Linked DNA regions of Mus musculus: regions 1, 2, 3, 4, 5 and 6 are each linked to region 7. A link is a contact called in public ChIA-PET, HiChIP or PLAC-seq and promoter capture Hi-C data. All regions are on one chromosome and are shown on one strand. The core of a region is the stretch at or near the end of the contact, and the rest is flanking DNA. Distances in the headings are between cores, read along the strand shown. Region 1 holds the start of Aldh4a1 (aldehyde dehydrogenase 4 family, member A1). Region 2 holds the start of Sh2d5 (SH2 domain containing 5). Region 3 holds the start of Ddost (dolichyl-di-phosphooligosaccharide-protein glycotransferase). Region 4 holds the start of Iffo2 (intermediate filament family orphan 2). Region 5 holds the start of Cda (cytidine deaminase). Region 6 holds the start of Fam43b (family with sequence similarity 43, member B). Region 7 holds the start of Otud3 (OTU domain containing 3).

What was found. Promoter capture Hi-C pulls out the DNA fragments that hold promoters and counts their contacts. ChIA-PET counts read pairs in DNA pulled down with a chosen protein or histone mark. HiChIP or PLAC-seq counts read pairs in DNA pulled down with a chosen protein or histone mark.
Region 1: an RNA polymerase II ChIA-PET map of memory CD8 T cells shows a contact between it and region 7, with 16 read pairs. The contact joins the promoter of Aldh4a1 here to the promoter of Otud3 in region 7. A contact is called at or near these places in 1 of 39 promoter capture datasets (pre-B cells), 1 of 484 Hi-C or Micro-C datasets (embryonic stem cells), 1 of 115 datasets of contacts at active chromatin or transcription factors (memory CD8 T cells) and 2 of 9 other capture datasets (adipose tissue and liver).
Region 2: a contact with region 7 is called in a promoter capture Hi-C map of neural stem cells. The contact joins the promoter of Sh2d5 here to the promoter of Otud3 in region 7. A contact is called at or near these places in 2 of 39 promoter capture datasets (hippocampal neurons and neural stem cells) and 1 of 9 other capture datasets (embryonic stem cells).
Region 3: a contact with region 7 is called in a promoter capture Hi-C map of embryonic stem cells, with 2.8 times the contacts expected there. The contact joins the promoter of Ddost here to the promoter of Otud3 in region 7. A contact is called at or near these places in 2 of 39 promoter capture datasets (embryonic stem cells and hippocampal neurons), 5 of 115 datasets of contacts at active chromatin or transcription factors (astrocytes, bone marrow-derived macrophages, embryonic stem cells and 2 more) and 1 of 9 other capture datasets (embryonic stem cells).
Region 4: a promoter capture Hi-C map of hematopoietic stem and progenitor cells shows a contact between it and region 7, with 4 times the contacts expected there. The contact joins the promoter of Iffo2 here to the promoter of Otud3 in region 7.
Region 5: an H3K4me3 HiChIP or PLAC-seq map of craniofacial prominence shows a contact between it and region 7, with 3 times the contacts expected there. The contact joins the promoter of Cda here to the promoter of Otud3 in region 7. A contact is called at or near these places in 2 of 39 promoter capture datasets (embryonic stem cells and hippocampal neurons) and 3 of 115 datasets of contacts at active chromatin or transcription factors (craniofacial prominence, embryonic basal ganglia and pancreatic cancer cells).
Region 6: a contact with region 7 is called in a promoter capture Hi-C map of hippocampal neurons, with 4 times the contacts expected there. The contact joins the promoter of Fam43b here to the promoter of Otud3 in region 7. A contact is called at or near these places in 4 of 39 promoter capture datasets (embryonic stem cells, hippocampal neurons and liver) and 2 of 115 datasets of contacts at active chromatin or transcription factors (embryonic forebrain and embryonic stem cells).

Annotation. Positions count from the first base shown.
Region 1 is chr4:139,621,529-139,624,228 of GRCm38.p6, forward strand. It overlaps Aldh4a1 (aldehyde dehydrogenase 4 family, member A1), which reads left to right and starts at 1,366. Exons shown (of 15, transcript NM_175438.4): 1 at 1,366-1,669. The coding sequence starts at 1,611.
Region 2 is chr4:138,248,987-138,251,686 of GRCm38.p6, forward strand. Sh2d5 (SH2 domain containing 5) reads left to right here and starts at 1,425. Exons shown (of 10, transcript NM_001099631.1): 1 at 1,425-1,522.
Region 3 is chr4:138,303,390-138,306,089 of GRCm38.p6, forward strand. It overlaps Ddost (dolichyl-di-phosphooligosaccharide-protein glycotransferase), which reads left to right and starts at 1,349. Exons shown (of 11, transcript NM_007838.3): 1 at 1,349-1,649; 2 at 1,766-1,876. The coding sequence starts at 1,490.
Region 4 is chr4:139,573,304-139,576,003 of GRCm38.p6, forward strand. Iffo2 (intermediate filament family orphan 2) reads left to right here and starts at 1,417. Exons shown (of 9, transcript NM_001205173.1): 1 at 1,417-2,294. The coding sequence starts at 1,645.
Region 5 is chr4:138,366,690-138,369,389 of GRCm38.p6, forward strand. It overlaps Cda (cytidine deaminase), which reads right to left and starts at 1,266. Exons shown (of 4, transcript NM_028176.1): 1 at 1,101-1,266. The coding sequence starts at 1,254.
Region 6 is chr4:138,395,062-138,397,761 of GRCm38.p6, forward strand. Fam43b (family with sequence similarity 43, member B) reads right to left here and starts at 1,397. Exons shown (of 1, transcript NM_001081672.2): 1 at 1-1,397. The coding sequence starts at 946.
Region 7 is chr4:138,912,605-138,915,304 of GRCm38.p6, forward strand. It overlaps Otud3 (OTU domain containing 3), which reads right to left and starts at 1,364. Exons shown (of 8, transcript NM_028453.2): 1 at 1,006-1,364. The coding sequence starts at 1,223.

The DNA.
Region 1 (2,700 bases), core at 116-2,615, 710 kb after region 7:
GTATAGACTGGAACTCACTCTGTAGACCAGGCTAGCCTCAAACTCAGAGATCTGTCTGCATCTACCTCCTAAGTGCTAGATGTAAAGGTATGCACTACCACTGCACAGCTACTTGGGCAAAAAAAATTCTTAATTTGTGATTGATGTGGGAGGGCCCAGCCTATTCTAGGTAGTCCAACCCCTGGACTGGCGGTCCACCTGTAAGGCTGAGCAAGCCAGTAAGCAGCGTCCCTCCACGGCTTCTGCATCAGCTCCTGCCTCCAGGTTCCTGCCTCAGTGATGAGCTGAAAATTTGCACACGTAAACCTTTAACTCCCCACTTGCTTTTTGGTCATGGTGTTTTGAGGCGAATCTGCCCAGTGTGGTATCAAATTAGAACCAGAGGGACCCCAAAGTAAATGCCCTGGTTACATTGTCAAAGACAGAGAAACACGTTGAAGCAGGACTGTGGTGGTGCAGGCCTTTAATCCCAGCACTCTGGAGGCAGACCTGCGGGTGGATCTCTGTAAATTCAGGGCCTGGTCTATAGAGCCAGTTCCAGGATAGCCAAGGCTACACAGAGAAACCCTGTCTGAAAAAGTAAAACCAAGCCAAAAAAAAAAAATTAAAAAAATTAAACAAAAACAAAACCCAAAGAGAATAAAGTAAGAAAACCCATACCAGTATCTTAGGAATACAGTGGTTCCCTAAGGCATCATTCTAAGAGCAGGTTTCGGAAGCTGTTTTAATACGTTCGAGTATTCATCAAACAACGTCTCATGAAGAAAACTGAAAATTTTAACCACGGGGCAGAGGGACAGAGGGACAGAGGCAGGAACAACTGGTTTTTGTGGCTAGAGGCTTTTAAGAAAAGGAAGAAATAAAGAAAATTAAAACGAAGAACGTTAAGTTCAGGCCCGCTAGGGTTTTATCTCATTCTGATTCCAATCTGGAAGGAAGCAAGCCCAGGCTTGGCCCTGAGCCAGGCTGGGAGATGGAGGGCAGATCAGGCTCCATGCACGGTGGCAGCCCCCGGGGAGGTGGCAGGGAGCTGGCCTTGGTGTGGCTCGGCGGGCCCGGGCAGAGTTGTAGCCTGCAGATGTCCAGCCTTCCAGCCACCAAGTGTTGGGGACCCAAGTAGCACCTGTCGCGTCGACCGGGTCCCCCCCCCCCCCCCCCCCCGGCCACTTCTACTACTGAGCACGCGCTCTGTGCAGGATCTGTCATTGGCTCCTGCAACTCTCCAGCCCTGCCTAAGAAGGCTGCAGCTTGCCTGTCCTGCTGATTGGCCTGGAGGCTTTCATGCGAGACTCTGATTGGTCAGTGAGGCTCACGCCCTCTCTCCTTGGGTCATACCATAAGGAGAGGAGACGAGGAGAAGAGAGTATCATTTCAGGGCTTTTCTGCTGCATTCTCTTGACCCGCAGTCCACAGTAGCAATTTTGATGTTAAATACAGCTGATGTTTATTGACAGAGGGGGAAGGGTACCCGAGGAGGGGCCCCGAAGGAGGTGGACCGGGCGATGCTGCGCCTCCCGCAGAGGTAGTGCGCTCCGGGCTTGTCTAGTCCAGCCCGGTGGGGCTGACTCTGAGCTTCCCACAGCTGCGCAAGACTGTTAAGAGTCTCCGCGATGCTGCCGCTGCCGTCGCTCCGCCGATCCCTGCTGTCCCATGCCTGGAGGGGCGCTGGGTGAGTGAACCCCTCTGCTGCCTGAGTCCTGAGAGCCGTGGACAGATCCCACTCTGTGGGTCCTCCAGGTTGCAGCCATTATCTCCAGGGTCCCTATGGCTCCCCTAAGTGCGCGCCGGGTCGCGACCTGCAGAGCCACTCTCCCATGGAGAACCTGTGGCGCCTTACCAGGTCTCTCTAGAGCAGTGGTTCTTAACAAATGCTGTGACCCTTTCCTCTTGGTGTGGTGACTCCCCAACCGAAAAATTATGCCACTTCATAACCGTATTTTGCTACTGTTATAAATCGTCATGTAAATATCTAATATGCAGAATAGCTGATATGCGACCCCTGTGAAAGGATCGCTCGGGGTGGCGACCTACAGGTTGCAAACCAATGTCCTAGATGGCCAGTTTTCCTATCCAAGGAACCCCAGGGAGGGTGTGGCGTCCGGATTTGTGCCCACGCCCCCTTCCTACACCCCTCTTTCTCCTAACGCTGTATATTTCAAATTTGCTGATTCTCCCAGACCTTGGCCGGCCCTGTGTTCCCATTCTGGAGCCTTCCGACACTCCCAGGGACCTCTCCACCCCACTCCCTTTTTGTTCAATATTGGGCTTTTGTTTTACGGTGGGTGCCATAATGACTTTTATAACGTGTGATGCGGCTCTGCGTGGCATGGGGCTCATTTTGAGGTTTGCCTAAATCCATTCAGACAAGTTCCTTAATAAATCACCGGGAGGCAGAGGCAGGCAGGTCACTGAGTGCAAGGCCAGCTTGTTCTGCAAGAGCAGGTTCGAGGAGGGTCAGGGATACACGAGAAACCCTGTCTCAAAAACAAACAAACAAACAAACAAACAAACAAACGTAATGAAGAGACAGGTAAGCCCTAGGGCAGAGAGCTGCTTGCTTTCAGCCAGAATCCTGGCTGCCTTAGTGATGTGTTCCAATATCCTGCCCCAGTATGGCTCACGGCCTGTTTGAACTTGGGTATTATTCCCCATTTCTGCCTGCCTTCCTTGTACAGTTTACACAGCACCCCCACACCCCTA
Region 2 (2,700 bases), core at 175-2,674, 660 kb before region 7:
CTTGTGGCTTGCAATGGTACCAGGTATGCATGTGGTGCACAGATATAAAAGCAGGCAAAACACACATACAGATAAAAATTAATAAAATGAAAGAAAAAAAAAGGAATGGATCATACTCACAATCAAAAAGAAATCTAAATTTATAAAATTGTAAAATTTTATTCTATAAAAAGTGCATTTTATTTAAAAATAAAATAAACTAAGATGAAGTAAGGAGCTTTAAATATTTCTTTTTAAGAGTTAGGAGGGAGCCTTTTCGTTTTTATGTATCCTGAGTTGCCCGTTTGGTGAACTGAGCTTGCCCCCCCCCTCCCCCCCGTTGCTCCTTCACTGTCCAGGCCTGGAGACTGTTAGGGAGATTCCTTACCATTCTGCACAGGGGAATTGCCAAAGGTCACAGACAAAAGAAATTCAAAATAGCATCGGTATTTACTGACCCTTCACTTACCAGGTCAGTGTCCCTGTCAGGCCTTCCAGTTCTCACCTGGCTGAGTCAGGGGTGGTAATGGCTATGGGAGAGGCCCTGGAGGATTAACATGATTAAAGTGTTAATCTAAGTCCCACTGGGGAGAGAGAAGTGCCTGGTTGTGGGCAACAATCACACCTTATTGTTGCCTCTGGAAAGGTGTTAGGAGCTCTGCAGAGACAAGGGATGCCCAGAGCCGTGCCCTGCGCACTCTGCACTGCACCTGGGAACTCCCCTGAGGCTGCAGATTCAGGTCCACCTTCTCGCGGGCTCTGTCATCTGTCTTGGTGTCCCTCCCTGGGTCTGAACCCTTATGTCCTGGATTTCTGCGGTGTGCCACACGGGCAGTTTCTGATGCGTTCTCTCTGCAGATTTCGGGTTTAATACACACCACGCGCTTGCCTGGCTCGGATTTGCGATTTATTTGGGCCACCTACTGCGCTCCTCACCTAATGGGATCAGAAGAGCTCGCCCTCTCGGCTCTGTGCGCGCGCTGGCTAAATTCACTCACCATTTCCCCATCTAAGTGGATTTCCGTGAGGCCGGAAGGACAAGAGTCACCACTCCTGCTGGACCCCAGCTGAGCGGTCCAATCAATCTCCACCCAGTAAGTGGATTCATGCCACCAAGTCCTCTGCCATTTGCGTGTGAAGGGGTGGGTCTGCAAGGTCATTGAGCGACCGTGCAGACCTAGTGGAGTAGCTAGGTCTGCCCCGAGGAGCAGACGAGTAGCGAGGCCCTGAGCTCACCGAGTCTGGACAGCTTCGTGGAGGAAGAGCGACAAGGAGGAGCCAACCCAGGTCGCAGCGTGGGCGGAGCCAGGTACCCTCGCAGCCTCTGATTGGGCGGCACGGCGGAGCGGAGCGGCTCCGATTGGCTGGTGAGGCCGGCGCCGCGGCCAGGTGATGCCCAAGGGGTCGGATCCCAGGGCCACGTGGGGGGCGCGCGGCGCGGGGGCGGGGGCGTGTGCGGGGGTGGGGCGGGCCCCGCGCTGGGTAGGAGCAGAAGCTGCGGGAAACGGAGCTGTGAGACCTGCCAGGAGGCGCGGTAGCGGTGGTGAGTGCTCCTGGGAACCCTCCGGGGGCTGGGCCGAAGCCGGGAGGGTCTTCCCAGAGCGAGCCGCACCCCCACTTCCCTCCGCCGGCAGTTGCCATCACCTCAGTCCCCGTCACCATACCTCCCTTTCTGGCGCCGGGGCACCTGTGCCCCTCCGAGAACCTAGCGCTGCGTGGGGATGGTGACGCTTGCGAGATCGCTGTCTGCGCTCGCACGCGCTCCGCACCTCCGCTCGCGATCCTTTCCGCGTCTTCCCTATCCAGCCTTGTGTACTCCCCGCGACCAGATAGATTTCGGGAAGAACAGAGGCTGATGAACAGACCCAGGAGGTGGCTGCCTTCGCGGTCCCCTTCACAACTGAGGAACTGGAAGCTGGCAGGCCAAGGTCACATCAGCCAAACCTGCTGAACCCCAGTCCAGTCCCTTGTTGCGCGGGTCCAGGGCCTGTGGAGATGGTAGCAGAAGTGTGCTGGGCTGGGAGCCCAGCCTTTCTAAACAGTTCCATACCTAGCGCCTGAGTTGTTGCAGCTATGAGGCTACTACTGGCTACTTCTGCACAGATACAGACCCAGTGTATACCAAGGATGGATGCCTGCTTGGGGGCCCCATAGACTGTAAGCAGAAGGGTACTGCCTAGCCTCGGCAGAGAGTCCTGGGTTTGCCAGCTCTCCATCCTGTGATGTGTGCCTTTAGTCCAGTAGCTGGGGTCTGCAGGCTTGGGAGTCTCCCAAGTACCCTGAATGGATAGATTGTTGAGTTTTATGGTGCACAGGGCCCTGTGATTGGACGTGAAGTATAGAGTTAACATAGCCAGTCTCCTGCTCCTAAGGAGAACACCCCCCCCCGCCCTCTGGAAAATAGAAGCCCGTATGTGCCTCTGTAGGTATGACCTGGCCGCAGCAGACAAACCCCTGTGGGAAACTTTTTTTTTGGTTCAAAGAGATGAGTTGGGTGTGTGGTCGTTTTCAGGGTTTCAATGAACCCTGGTGACCTCCTTGGTCTAAGGCAGGATCAGACTGGAAGAGGGGCACACAGTTCCTGTTTCTGGGGAGGCTAAATATAAGGAGGCTGGGGACGACGGCCAGGTGCTTGGAGGATGCTGTCCACCCGCCTTCTCTCCCCCCCCCCCCCCCCCCGCTTCTATATGCCCCTTTCCCCCACAGAGGACTGGGCAAGCT
Region 3 (2,700 bases), core at 99-2,598, 610 kb before region 7:
GCACATCCCTAAAGTCAGTGTCACTGAGTGGTGTGGTTGGGCTTCAGAGAAGTTTAGGAACGATAATTATTATATGGAGACGGTCACATCCAGCTGGCCTGGGACTTGCATGTAGCTGAGGACAACTTTGCACTAATTATCCTGATGTTTGTATCTCGAGTGCTGAGGTTACAGCTGCCAGCTGCCATGCCTAGTTTTCTATGATACTGGGCATCAAACCCAGGCCTTCCTGCAATCTAGATAATGCATGCATCTTACCCACTGAAGTACACATCCCTAGACCTCTACGTTTTATTTCTGTCCTGAATCTTGGGTTGGTGTGTGTGTGTGTGTGTCAGAAGACAACTTGCAGAAGGCCGTTCTCTCCTTCCACCGTCTGGGGCCCAGGGATTGAACTCACGACGTCAGTCTTGGTGGCAAACAAGCACCTTTATCAGCTGAACCATCTTGCTGGCACCCCATGTTGGCTTATAGACAATTCCGCTAGGCACCACGCAGCAGCTTGGGTAGCCGCCAGCCAGGTGCGAGCCAGGCGTGTAAGGACTCCTCTCGGCTAACCTGCCTCTCTCCCTATCTCCTATTCTCTCCTCTCTCCCCCCAGATGTTCTCAGCTGGCCTCTTCTCTACCATTCTCTGTTCCCCTTTTCGGTCTCTACCCCGTCCCAAGTCCCCTTCCCTTCCACCGACGATAAATCGTCTTTACACTAGGTCTGTCGCGTGGCTTGATTGTTCAGGGGATCACCTTGGCCGGCCAGCCAAGTTGCTCCCTCCCGCCGCATTATACCAGCTCTCAATATGTGACCCCAGCAGGCCTGGACTCACTATGTGGACCAGGCTGGCCTCGAAGTCACAAAGATCTGCCTCTGCCTCCCACTCGAGTGCTGAAATTAAAAGCACGAGCCACCAATCCTGGTTGTGAAGAGCCTTTTGATCACTAACCTTCTCCTTGGCCATCCACCCTGTTTCGGGCCTGGCCAGAGCCTATTTCCCCACCTCATTGCTCTCAAGAGATAAGGGCCTGCTTCCGAGCCCGTTAGACTAGCGACAGGCGAGGAATTCACCCCTATCTGGTCCTGGTAATGACAACTGCGTCCTGGGGGAAAAGGGGCGGCTGCCTAGGAAACGGAAAATCTGGAGACGCTAGAGGAGAGTTTGAGAGATGTGGCGGGAGCTAGCCTGGGCGGAGGCAAAGGGCGCCCGGCTTTGTTGATTGGCAGCAGCTACGGAGCTGTCTCTCTTGGATTGGCCCTTTTCCATGGGGGAGGCGGAGCCTCAAGTGCGTTTCGCCAATAAGGTACAGAGACTCGGCCTCCGGAGGGCCACTTCCGGTGGCGTTCCCTGCTTCTTGGTCCGTCCCCGCAGCGGCGTGGGCCGCGGGGCCACGGAGTACCCGGACCGCTTCCAAGTGGTACTCCGCCGCTGCGAGCGGCCATTGGGCGGCCGCGAGGGACGCTTCCGGTGCCCAGGTGCTGGCCTGGGCTGCTGGGAGATGAAGATGGATCCCCGCCTCGCCGTCCGCGCCTGGCCCCTCTGCGGGCTGCTGCTGGCCGTGCTCGGCTGCGTCTGCGCCAGCGGCCCCCGCACCCTCGTGCTGCTGGACAACCTGAACGTGCGGGACACGCACTCGCTGTTCTTCCGCAGCCTGAAGGGTGAGCGCCGAGCAGAGCCGAGGGAATGGCCCGGGTTGGGGCGGAGACGGCAGCCCCCTCCGAGGGCTGCAGCAGGGATTCCTCTCCTGACCGGGTTCCGGGTTTCTTTCCTCCAGACCGGGGCTTTGAGCTCACCTTCAAGACCGCAGATGACCCCAGCTTGTCCCTCATTAAGTACGGGGAGTTCCTCTATGACAACCTTATCATCTTTTCCCCGTCGGTGGAAGGTAAGGGCGCGCGTCGCCCCTCGAAATGGGATTGGGGGGGCTCAGGAGACGGCTGTCTTCTTGTTCCTGGGCATGTTCTGGGTCTTGGGGTGAGTTTCGAAGTATAGTAGAGGAAAATGTTAATTGCAGCTTGGGCCTCGGAGATTTCATCCGTCAAAAAGATACAGCTAAGGATAGAGTGCCAAATGTCACCCGTAGACATTTCGCTTCTGGAGAAGGGGGTTTTCTCTAACAAGGGTCCTGATAAAGAAACTCTTGATTTGACTTGCTTGTGTACAAAGATTTGTCACATTATTAACATGGATTGCTGTAAAAAGTCATTCTGCAGGTCATAAGAATACAAATAGATACATACCCATCAACCCTTAAGGCCTGATGGATGTGTTTTGGCTGACCAACACAAGGCTAGTTGGTATTGGGGGTGGTGGGAAATATGCATGTATGTGAGGTTGTGCACACTTCTGTGGACGTGTAGAATCGGGTCACCTACTCTGTCACACTCCTCACTCCCTTAAGCCAGGGTCTCTCACTGAACCTGAAGCTTGCCATTTTGACTAAGCAGGCTGGACAGTGAGCTCTCAGATCAGTCTCTGCCTCCTGATGCTTGGGTAATAGGCACCGCTTGTCATTCCCAGCCCTTACTGGAGACTTGAACCCAGTGACCGACCTGTGGCTGCCTGCTAAGCCATCTCACCAGCCCTCAGAGACTACTGAATGGAGTGAAGATCTGTAACTTACACTTAACTATTTCTGTCTTACAAGGCAGTTGAGTCCACCACTAGACATTTCTGTTAAGATCTACTGAGCTGAACTTTGTCTCTCTC
Region 4 (2,700 bases), core at 167-2,666, 660 kb after region 7:
CGCACAAGCAGACAAGACGGACACATAAGCTAGTAACAAGACAATGGCGGTGAGAGGGGAAAAAAAGATGTGGCCGGAAGAATCTAAAACATACCACATATCTGGTTAAGAGCTGACGGTGTAAGCCACAGGCATTCAAGGTGGGGTCCTTCCCTTAGGAAGTTTGTGGTGAGGACCAAAGGCCAGCAGCTCGGAAGGCTGGGTAGAGTGTGTTTTGAGGTGGTGGTAAAGCTCAGGTCTCAGCGACCTTCTCTGTAAAATGAGGATAATACTTAAATAGGTGCCTGCTGTGAGCTAATGCTTGCAGTGGGTACAGGAGACACTTGGAGATCGCAGGGAATACTGGTTTTTAGGGTGGTAGGTGTGAAGGATAGATGGCTGAAAGGACGGAAGATGGATGGGTCCAAATAAGTGTCCTCCAAATAGGTGGTACTCCATATTGCAGCAAGGCATTCGGGAGAATTGATGGATAGACAGACCCTCTGCTCTCAGGGCTCAGCTACAGCGCCGACTGTGACAATGTGGTGATAGGTGACAGGAGATGGTTAGTCAGGGTTGTGAGGACAAGCATGTTGGGAGGCTCATTGCTTTCTCTTCCCCAGCTTGTCTCACATCCCCGCTTCTGGGTTTGCCGTGGACTAGCAGGCTCAAAGGCTGCGAGAAGCCCTGATCCTGCCTGGTAGGGGACAGGAAGGCGACCAAGGCCTCCGGAGGCTGGAGTAGGGGAGCTGGTTTTCATGCATCTTCGCACACTATGGTTGCCAGACCTTTGCAGGCCACAGTCACCCGCATGCCTGAGAATCTGGGGCAGGGAAATTTGGGACACGGAGGAAGGGCAAGCAGGTAGTCAAGCCCGCCTGGCACACTTGGTAGTGGAGGTCTCCACAGGCTGTCCACCTTTTCAAGAGGCTGCGGTGCCCGGCTCTGCCGCGTTCCCGGGTACAGTTTCGCATTCAGACTGCGTTAGATTATCTGAACCCCGCTAGGCCTGCAGCGCCGCACGCAGGCGAGGGTTTTCTGGGCCGTTGCTGGGCGGAGCTTGAGCTGTAGTCGAAAGGCTCCTCGCAGACGAGTGGCGCAGCTTGTGGGTGGGCGGAGCCCAAGGGCCGATAGGCGTGGCCGGGGCTGGAGACCTAGGAGCCGAGTCTCAGCGGGTGAAATCGCTGCAATGGGTTGAGGGGCGTGGCCTATGTCCGCAGAGGGCGGTCCAGGCTAGGGAGGAAGGCCTTCGCCTATAGAGGGCGGGCCGGGAAGGGCAGAGAGCAGCTAGGCAGGGGGTGTGGTCTGTGTCTGCAGAGGGCGGGCCCTGGAGGCGTGGTCTGTGCCTGCAGAGGGCGGGGCTCGCCGCAGAGGGGGCAGCGCCGGCTGAGAGTCCTCTGCGAGCCGCTGCTGCGGCCGGTCCACAGCAGCTCTGACAGTCGCGGCGCAGGCACCGGACCCCTCACCAGCCCCACGCAGCCACCGCGACCTCCAGCTCGTCCCACCATCTCTCCCGACGCAGCGGAGCCGCATCTGGCACCTAACACCACCCCGGCCGCTCTGGAGCCCGCGCCCGCCCTGGCCCGGCCGCGCCGGGAGCCCGGCCCCGAGCTGGAGCCGCATCTGGAGCCACGGGCCCGGGGCCCTGAGCCACGCAGCCGGCGCATGGTTAACTCGCTGCTGTTCGGAGAGATGGCCTTGGCCTTCGGCTGCCCGCCGGGGGGCGGCGGCTGCGCAGGCGGCGGCGGGGGTGGCGGGGCCGGGCCGGGGCCCTCGCCCGTAACGGCGGCGCTGCGGGACGATCTGGGTTCCAACATCCACCTCCTCAAGGGGCTCAACGTGCGTTTCCGCTGCTTCTTGGCCAAGGTGCACGAGCTGGAGCGGCGCAACCGGCTCCTGGAGAAACAGCTGGAGCAGCAGCAGAGCGAGCGCGATCGGCGGCTGCGCTACAAGACCTTCTCCCGCGAGCAGGCCGTGCAGACCGGGCCCGAGCTGCTGCGGCCGTCGGCTGCGGGAAGCGGGCAGGCCCTCGGCGCGGCCACCGGCGTCAACGCCAACGCGGTGGCCCTGGGCGGCCTGCCCCCCGGCGGCGGCTCGCACCCGCAGCACTACGGTCGCCTGCCCGGGACCATCTGGAGCTACACGCAGGTGCGGCGCACGGGAGGCGGTGGCGTGGAGACTGTGCAGGGCCCCGGCGTGTCGTGGGTACACCCGGACGGCGTAGGCGTGCAGATCGACACCATCACGCCAGAGATCCGCGCTCTCTACAACGTGCTGGCCAAGGTGAAGCGCGAGCGTGACGAGTACAAACGGAGGTGAGTGGACGCGCCCCTCCTCCGCCGCTCTCAGAACCGGCAGCAGGGCCTGGCATATGGGCTGCGAACTGCGGGAGGACTAGGTCATCTAAATCCGCGAACGAGCGCAGGGAGCGCGGGATACCTGGGCGCCGACCCCTGGGGCCAGGCACATTGTTTCCCAGGGACGTAATAACCAGCGGATTTGTGGTGATCTCATTCTGTCCACATGACAGTGCGGTGTGAGGCAGCCTTGTCCCCATACTGCAGATGAGGAAACTGAGGTGAAGAGGTACCAAGTGTCTTGCTCAAGGCAGCTTGGCTAATCCGCGGTGAAAGTCAAGACTTGATCCTTTGATGGAAGTCATGGCTGGTGTGTCTCCTAGCCTAGGTATTCCCCGAGATGTTGGTGGTAGATTCCCTTTCC
Region 5 (2,700 bases), core at 16-2,515, 550 kb before region 7:
GGTATCTGTACTTCGACCTGTTGTGGGCTCCCTCTCTGGGGTGAGTAGACTTGTGTTGCATCTCCCCAGGGAAGGTTTTGTCACACAGCTGGGTGATTCATGAAGCTCACAGAGGCTCAGTCAACAAGGCATACGAATGGGCACTGTAGTTGTCACCTGTCCACACCATGTCCCAACTGAACATGTCCTTAAGTTTACCAAGCTCCCTTCTTTCCTCCTCCTTTCTCCTTCCTTCCCTCCTCCCTTCCCTTCCTTCTTCCCTTCCCCCTCCACCCTCCTTTCTTTTCCTTCCCTTCCTCCCTCCTCTCCTCCCTCCTCCTTCCTTCCCTCCCTCCTCCCCTTCTTCCTCCCTCTCTTCCTCCTTCCCTCCCTTCTCCTTCTCTACCACTCTCTCCTTCCCTTATTCTCTTTCCCCTCCTTTTGTTCCCCTAAACCCAGACCCTTGTGTGAGCGAGTACCACACCATAGCTGCAGCCCATTCTGGCCTGCTTGAGGGTCTATAAACATGAGCTCAGGGCAGATCCTGTTAACTCAGTAAAGACTGCTGGATTCCCAGACGGTGTCTGGATCCTCTCCTCCAAAAACAAACAAACAAACAAACAAACAACGCTCTGTCTGCCTGATGCCATCCCTCCCCAGCCAATCCCAGCACCCCAGGGTGCAGGAAGGTGGGGCTTTGGGAGGTCCAGCCCTGGGTCCCATCACCAGTGCCTCCTGTAACTTAGGACATGCCTCTGGCCTCAACTTCTTCATCTTAAAATGGGTCTAATATTGGGCAGGAGGTCAGAGAAAGAACTAACGGATGGGAGGTGAATACTGGGCATACAGGACACTCAGTAAGTAATCCGAGTCTCCTGCCATGCAGGTCGTGGACGGTTTTCATTTTGGCTTCTCCCTCTAATCTCACGTGCAAATTCCCTTCCCCACTCCAGACTTCTAAGAACAGAGAGGCACTGTGCAGATAAGCAGTTGAGTGAGCCCACAGCCTCGGTGAGAGCAGGGGAGGAGCAGTGAGGAGGGGACCACGCTGTTTCTCCTCTTCACCTGTACCTGGGCCCCATTCATGCTGCCCCAGAGTGGACTCCGGCGACAGCCCTTACCAGAGAAGATCCTCCCGTCCCCGGTGAGCAGGGCAGCCCCCACAGGGAAGCGGCTGTAGGGGCAGTAGGCTGACTTCTTGGCCTCACGAGAGGACAGCAGCAGCCGCTGGACGTGCTCGGGCTCCACAGCACAGGAGGGGCGTTCCTGGGCCATGTCGGTCCGAGGCGGGTGAGCTGGTCGCTGCAGAGGAGAGGAAACCGGTGCTGGCCGTCTGCCCGCACTGGCCAAGAAGAGGTGGCTCCTCCCCCGGGGTGTGTCCCTGCGCTAGAGGGAGACCTGGAGGCTGGCTCCCAGGCTGGCGGGATGCTGGCCAGGACTTGGCAGCCCAGTGAGTCTCCCAGGGCGGGAGCCCGGAGGATATGGAGTTTACGACTGAGCTGCGGGGGTCCCACGGTGGACCGGTATGTGGTGCCCACCAGTGAGACAGTTTCCTTTAACAACTTCACTCACTGTCAACATAGATCAAGAGTGGGCCACAGGGCGGGTGCCACCTCAGTGGATGGCTGTAGACACAGTCCCAGGGAGGAGGATTCTGGGTGGGTCTGTGTGACACCTGAGGTCAAAGCTCAAAGGATCCTGATTCCTCAGAATATTTAATGGCTTGTTTTTTACACCGAGAGAAGGGTTCAGGCTGAAAGTTCAGAACTTGGGCAACCATGTCAGCGTGCCAAGTTAGAAGGTATGCGAAGCCGAGGAAACGTCTCTGTTTTCAGTAGCTTGGCTTCATTTCCTTCCTGTCCTAACCTAGCCATTAAAACCATCCCAGCTGGAGGGAAACAGGGCCCTCCTTCTTCTTCCCTCCCTTCCTCCCTCGCTTCCTTCCTTCCTTCCTCTTCATGAACCTTGTTGGGTTGGTGGTACCGGAAATGGATTTACACCCTGGCTGTTCTCTTTGTCTTACACACAAATGTTAGTGGGTTCCTTGTCAGACGTCGGCACGTTTGCTGTCTACAGTGGGGGTAGCAACAGACGTGTGGGAGCTTTGGATTAGAGTGGGCTGTGGCTTGGGTTCCAGGTATCTGTTTATTAGCTCTCCCAGGAAGAGCTGCGCTACCTCTCAGAGCCTCAGTTTCCTTATCTACAAAATGGGTGCACAATTGGCAGTCCCTTCCTGTGGTTACCAGACTGAGATGATAATATGGTCCAGGGAGTCTGTGGGGAGAGGATATAGAAGTGGCACATGGGAACACTTCAAACAAACCGGCTTATTGTCCTTAAGTGACTTGGCCAAGTCCATAGAGAGTGGGCCGGATTGCAGCCAGCACAGCCAGACATGTCCAAGTGTCGCCGGATGGTCACCAAGCAGGAGTGAATCAGCAGCTTCTCTGAGGGCTTGTGTGGTGCTGAGGACTGGGAGGAAGAAGGCAGGAGAGAGCAGAGAACGGGGCAGCATCTCCCCACTCCCACCCCCACCCCACCCCACAAGCAGACACCTCTGCCCAATAGTTTAGCAACCCTGTACCCAGGACCCTGGGCTCCTAGCCATACATAGATGAAACCCATGCCCGGCAGTGCCAGTGCCTGGTGGGTAAGTTTTGCCTCATTTTCTCCCGACATCTCCCTCCATTACGTGTCCCCTTTCACCATTTCCAGACTCAA
Region 6 (2,700 bases), core at 147-2,646, 520 kb before region 7:
GGGGCTGCGCTGGTGGCGGAGGTGCCGGGGCACCCCGCAGGCTGCACGTCCTCAGCTCCCGGGCCAGGCTGAGCACCTCGGGCCGTTCGCGCTGCAGGGCTCCTTCCTCGCTATCCCGGGTGTCCTCCTCCTCCGCATCCTCCTCCTCATCCTCCTCCTGGATGCTGCTGAGCCGCGGAGCTCCGCGACCGCGCTCGCCCGGCGGAGGCCGGTAAGCGCACTTGGCGTTGAGCAGGCGGCGCAATGGAGCCCGGGGTACCGAGGCGGCGGCGCCCCCCGCACGGAGATGCTGCTGGCGCACGTGGCGCGCATCGCTCTGGCGCTGCAGCCGCTTGAAGTCGCTGAAGGCCGCCAGCGCAGTCTGGTGGAGCAGGCGGGCCAGGGAGCGCGCCTTGTGCGCCCGCGCCAGCAACACAGCGTGGCAGCGCAGCACCACGGCCTTGTGGCGTGCCTGGTGGCGGTAGACCCAGGTGAAGACTCGCGGGTGGCGCCCATCCGCCGCGCAGTAGGTGATGCGCGGCAGCAGGTAGGCGTGCGCCGGTCTGCGGCCCCCCGAAGCCCCGGAGCTGCGTTCGCTCGGCTGCATGCGGATGCCGTGCGGACCCAGGGTCAGTTTCATCTTCGTGCCCCCTCCCGGCCCGCAGCGCGCCCAAATCCTGCCCACAGCGTCGTCGGTGCAGCCGTCGCCCTTGGCATGCAGGGTGACGGCGTTGCCCAGGTACCACACGGTGTAGGTGGGGTCCTCCTTGTTAAGCTCCACTTTCTGGCGCCGGCTGCGGAACACGCGGCCCAGACGCTCCAGCGGCCAGTCCGGTAGCAGGTCCGGGCAGGAGCGCAGGAAGCTGGAGAGCAGCGACGTGTAGGCGAGCCCGGGGCTCAGGCTCTTCGCCTTGCGCTTGGCCTCGTCCTCCACTAGCACGAATTTGTTCCGTCTCCAGGGCAGCATCGCGGCGGCCCAAAGGGCAGGGAGCGCGGGGAAGCTCACTTGGGTCCTGGAAAGGCCAAAGGCGCTCAGAAGCCCACCGCCCAGGACTTGCGACAAGCTGGGCGGCGGCCGAAGACAGTCCTTGTGAGAGATGCCCAGTATCCGGCGGGGCTGGCTTCGCAGATGCCCGGTGCCCAGCCAGGCTGTCCGCTGAGATGCCCGTGCGGCTGCTTGATCGGCTCGGAGCAGCTTCCCCCAGGAATGACTCCAGCCGTCTGGGAAGCAAGGAGGGACAGGGTTTGGAGCAATAAATGTCCCCAAGGCCCGACTATAGGGGCGATTGCCACTGTCCCTGCCGCCGAGTCAGTGGCAGGGACGTCTTTAGAGCAGGGTCTGGTGGTTGCTGGATGAGGTGGACCAAGAGCACCGCTGCGGTGGGGACTCCTTCAGGCGTCGCGACTCCACCTCCCTTGGCTGCCTGCATCACCGGGCGGTACCGCTAGCTCTCTTGTCCCCTCCCTCTCCCCCGCCCCCTCCGCGCAGACTCGCGCTTCCCAAGACCCAGCACAGGCGCGTTGGAACTGTTTTAAGCTTTATCATTGGAAGGATGAAGAATAGAGGGGCAGCGAAGGAACGGGAATCCCCTAAAATATTGCGGAGGGATTTACGAATGTAAATTTCTCCAGCTTCACTGGTGGACTCCGAGTTCCCAGGGAGAGCCCCTTCTCTTTCTAGGGTTCCCGCCTGCTGTCCCTCACCCACAGAGCGTTCCTACCCGCATCTCTCCTCTCTGAAAGCAGAGATTTGGGGTGGGTTCCTGCTGGGGTTTGGTGCCCTTTGCCTCTTCTGTGCACAGCATAAAGCCAGCTGAGGTGGCCGAGAGCAGAGCAGTGGAAAAGTACTGTCTTTTAGTGAAGCTTTCTCCCAGGTTCCTCCAAGGTCGTGGACTAGGCCGCTTCCCCTGAGCTGAGAGACTGACTGGTCGGTCACACCACCACACCAGCAACCGCTGGTGGTCAGGACAGAATAGGGGAGAAGATTCTTGATGGTGGGAAAGGGTTTCCAGAGCAGACCTGAGACTTGTGGGAACTGCAGCAGGGAAGCTCTCCCTCTGGTCACAGTGCAGCCTCTGGCTCTTTGAAGATTAGACAGATAATGTCCTATCTGCAGAGACCGACTTTGGAGTTCCCAAGTGCTTGGCATTCGCGATCTCCTCAAATCCTTCAGACAAGGCAGTTCAGGCTCATGTGGTTGGAAGGAGATGGGTCACTCAGAACCTAGTGACCCCAGAGCTGGCCCTCGCCTTCTCTCTTCCCTCCAACCTTTGGCCATTCTGCATAGAGTCCAGGCACTTGTCTCCATCCTCTGGGGAGGGGCTCTAGAGTCCTGAAAAAACAAACCAAAACCAAACCAACCAAACAAACAAAAACCAGCCCTATGTCAGGACACACAGTTAGTTCTCTGAGTTTAAGCCTCAGGCTTCCAGACTTCCTGGACTGTTCTTATGTGGGCCCCAGGTCCCACGGCTTTAAGGCTCTCTATTGCCAACACGAGTTAAAAGTTGGGTCCTGAGCTGGGCGTGGTGGTACACACCTTTAATCCCAGCACTTGGGAGGCAGAGGCAGGAGGATTTCTGAGTTCGAGGCCAGCCTGGTCTACAAAGTGAGTTCCAGGACAGCCAGGGCTACACAGAGAGACCTTGTCTCGAAAAACCAAAAAAAAAAAAAAGGTGCTGGAGTGATGGCTCAGTGGTGAAGAGCACCGACTGCTCTCCC
Region 7 (2,700 bases), core at 114-2,613:
TGCTGAATGCCTCCTATGACCCAGGAACTGTTCGAAGCAGTAGCTGAATACAATTAACTCTAATTGCAACTTAAACAAAATACCTATCCAATTTGCCGGAAGCTCTGAAGGCAGGAGATACAAATGGGGTTAGTTTATTGAGTCTTGATCAATAAAATTCAGCGTAGTGTATCAAATGAAGAAAATACTTTATGTAGTGGGACAGAGGCACACATCTTTAATCCCAGCAGATGGCTATGAGTTTAAGGGCAACCTGGTCTACACAGGGGATTCCCGGCCAGCCCTAAGACTACATAGCGAGACTTTCTCAAGAGGGAAAGATTGGTTTGGTTTTGTTGGGTTTTGTTTTTTGAAACCCTGTCACCCTATAGCCCAGGCAAATCCCCCAGTCTCATTGCCACATCTGCCTTTGTAGACTCCTTAGCTGTATTCCATTCTTCCATGGCTCAACCTGACCATTCCTAGAGGAGAACACACTAACAGTGCCTCTTGCAACAACACACCTAGCAGGCAGGCTCCCTCGGACCTGCTAACCCGTTCCTCTCCCCGTTTCTTTATTCTTTTCCTTCTCTCTCCCCACGTTCCTGGACCCATGTCCCCGTTCCATTAAGTTGCTTCCCCTCGCCTTCCTCCGTTCTGTTTCCAGCTGCTACTCTTGTATCCGGCTCCCAGAAACAGCTGGCCCGGGACTCTCATGCCTTTTACTTGGGGAACCCAAAACGTGGGAAGCAAGCTCTGTGGAAGCTACCTTTAGCTCTCCGCCCTCGATACCCCAGTGCAAAAGTGGGCGAGGACACCCAGGAGGGCCAGCATGACACCGAGCGGGACCTAGGTCCTTTCCCATTCGGCTTCATGACAGCTGCACCTCGAGGTCACCTCTCAGACCCGCTCGGACCCTCGGGGGACCCTGCCGCAGCGTTCCACCAAGCCTGACCCTTGCTTCCCCCTCAGCGACCGGCCCTGCGCATCCCCAGCGCCGCTTCCCGCACTCCCGGCCCGCCTCACCCGTCCCCCGGCACCTCCCGCAGCTTCAGCCCCAGGGCCTGCAGTTGGTTGGCGAAGCTCACAAACTCTTCTTCGCAGCCGCTGCCGCCAGGATCGGGCCGGTTCCGCCGCTCCTTGGCCAGCGCCCGGCGCGCCGCCCGCTCGTCCCGCTTACGCTCCGCCTCGGCTCTGCGGCCGCCGCTGCCCGGCCGGCTCTTCGCCGCTTGCTTTCGGGACATGGCTGCGGCGGCACACGGCTTCGCCGCGGAAGGAGCCGAAGCCGGAGCCGGAGCCGCAGAGCCCGGGGCCGCAGCCTCAGCCGGCCACCGGGCGGAGCGGCGCAGGGGGACGACGCCTGGCGACAGCGGCGCGGCCACTGCGCCGGCGCGGTCGCCTGGCAGCCAGGTCACGTGGTGGTAGCTCCGCCCCCGGGGCGGGGCCAGCAGGCACCATAGAGAAAGATAGGAAGACTAGAGAAGCACCTGTTTTGTTGGTTATTTTCTGCCCCCTCGTGGTGGGTAGTGCTCAGTGAGGCGCAGTGGGACCAGACAGGTCAAGGATGACTGAGGATGTCAGAAGAGAGGCAAGAGCAAAAAAATGCGGAAAAGAAGGAAAGGGTGACCGGGCCTGGTGGCGCACGCCTTTAATCCCAGCACTTGGGAGGCAGAGGCAGGCGAATTTCTGAGTTCGAGGCCAGCCTGGTCTACAGAGTGAGTTCCAGGACAAGGAAAGGATGATAAGGGAATATGTTTGTCTAGAATGCGCTAATCCGCAATCAATTACAAACGCCTGCGTGCGTGCACAGACCCTTTAAAAACTCAGCCTACAGTAGCTAGGGAAATAGCTCAGTCCATATAAGTGCTTGCTCCATATGCCAGGTTCGACCTGAGTTCGGATCTCCATCACCCACTTTAAGAAGGGTAGGCCTGTCAGAGAGCCCCTGTGATCCCATCCCTAAGGAGGAAGAGACAGCCCACTGCACTCACTGCCAGGCAGTTTAGCCAATCAGTGAGCTACAAGTTGGCTTACACTTCAAGATCAGCATCCATCCTTGGAGGCCATCAGGACAGGAACTCAAGCAGGTCTAAAACCCCCGAGGCAGGAGCTGATGCAGAGGCCATGGAGGGCGCTGCTTACTGGCTTGCTTCCCCTGACTTGCTCAGTGTTATGTTTTATAAAACGGCAGTATAATGTGGCGGCAGGAGAACCTCAGCAGGCCCATTCCTCTGAGGACTCACCACCATACGACAGGCCTAGAACAAAAGGAAGTTTATCGAGGGAAGGGAAGGGAACCTGGAAAAGGAGTAGAGGCAGAGAAAGGAGGGGGACAGAGAAGGACAGAAAGAGAAGAGAGAAACAGAGGTAGGGTCCAGTCAGGGATATGAGAGAGAGAGATTATGGTTAACAGTGGTCTTCAAACCTGGCAGGGAGAAACGCAAGCTGTTGCTAGGTAACTGTTGGGCAGAGCCTAAAGGAATTGACAACACGCAGCCTGCTTTCTTATAGAACCCAGGACTACACGCTTAGGGATGGCACCACCCATAATGGGCTGGGCCCTCCCCCATTGATCACTAATTAAGAAAAGCTCTACAGCCAGATCTCATGGAGACACTTCCTCAACTGAGGAAGCCAAATAGGCCATTTCCTCCCCAACTTCCTTTTCGGTGATGATGTTCCCTCACAGCAATAAAACCCTAACTAAGACATCCTGTGACA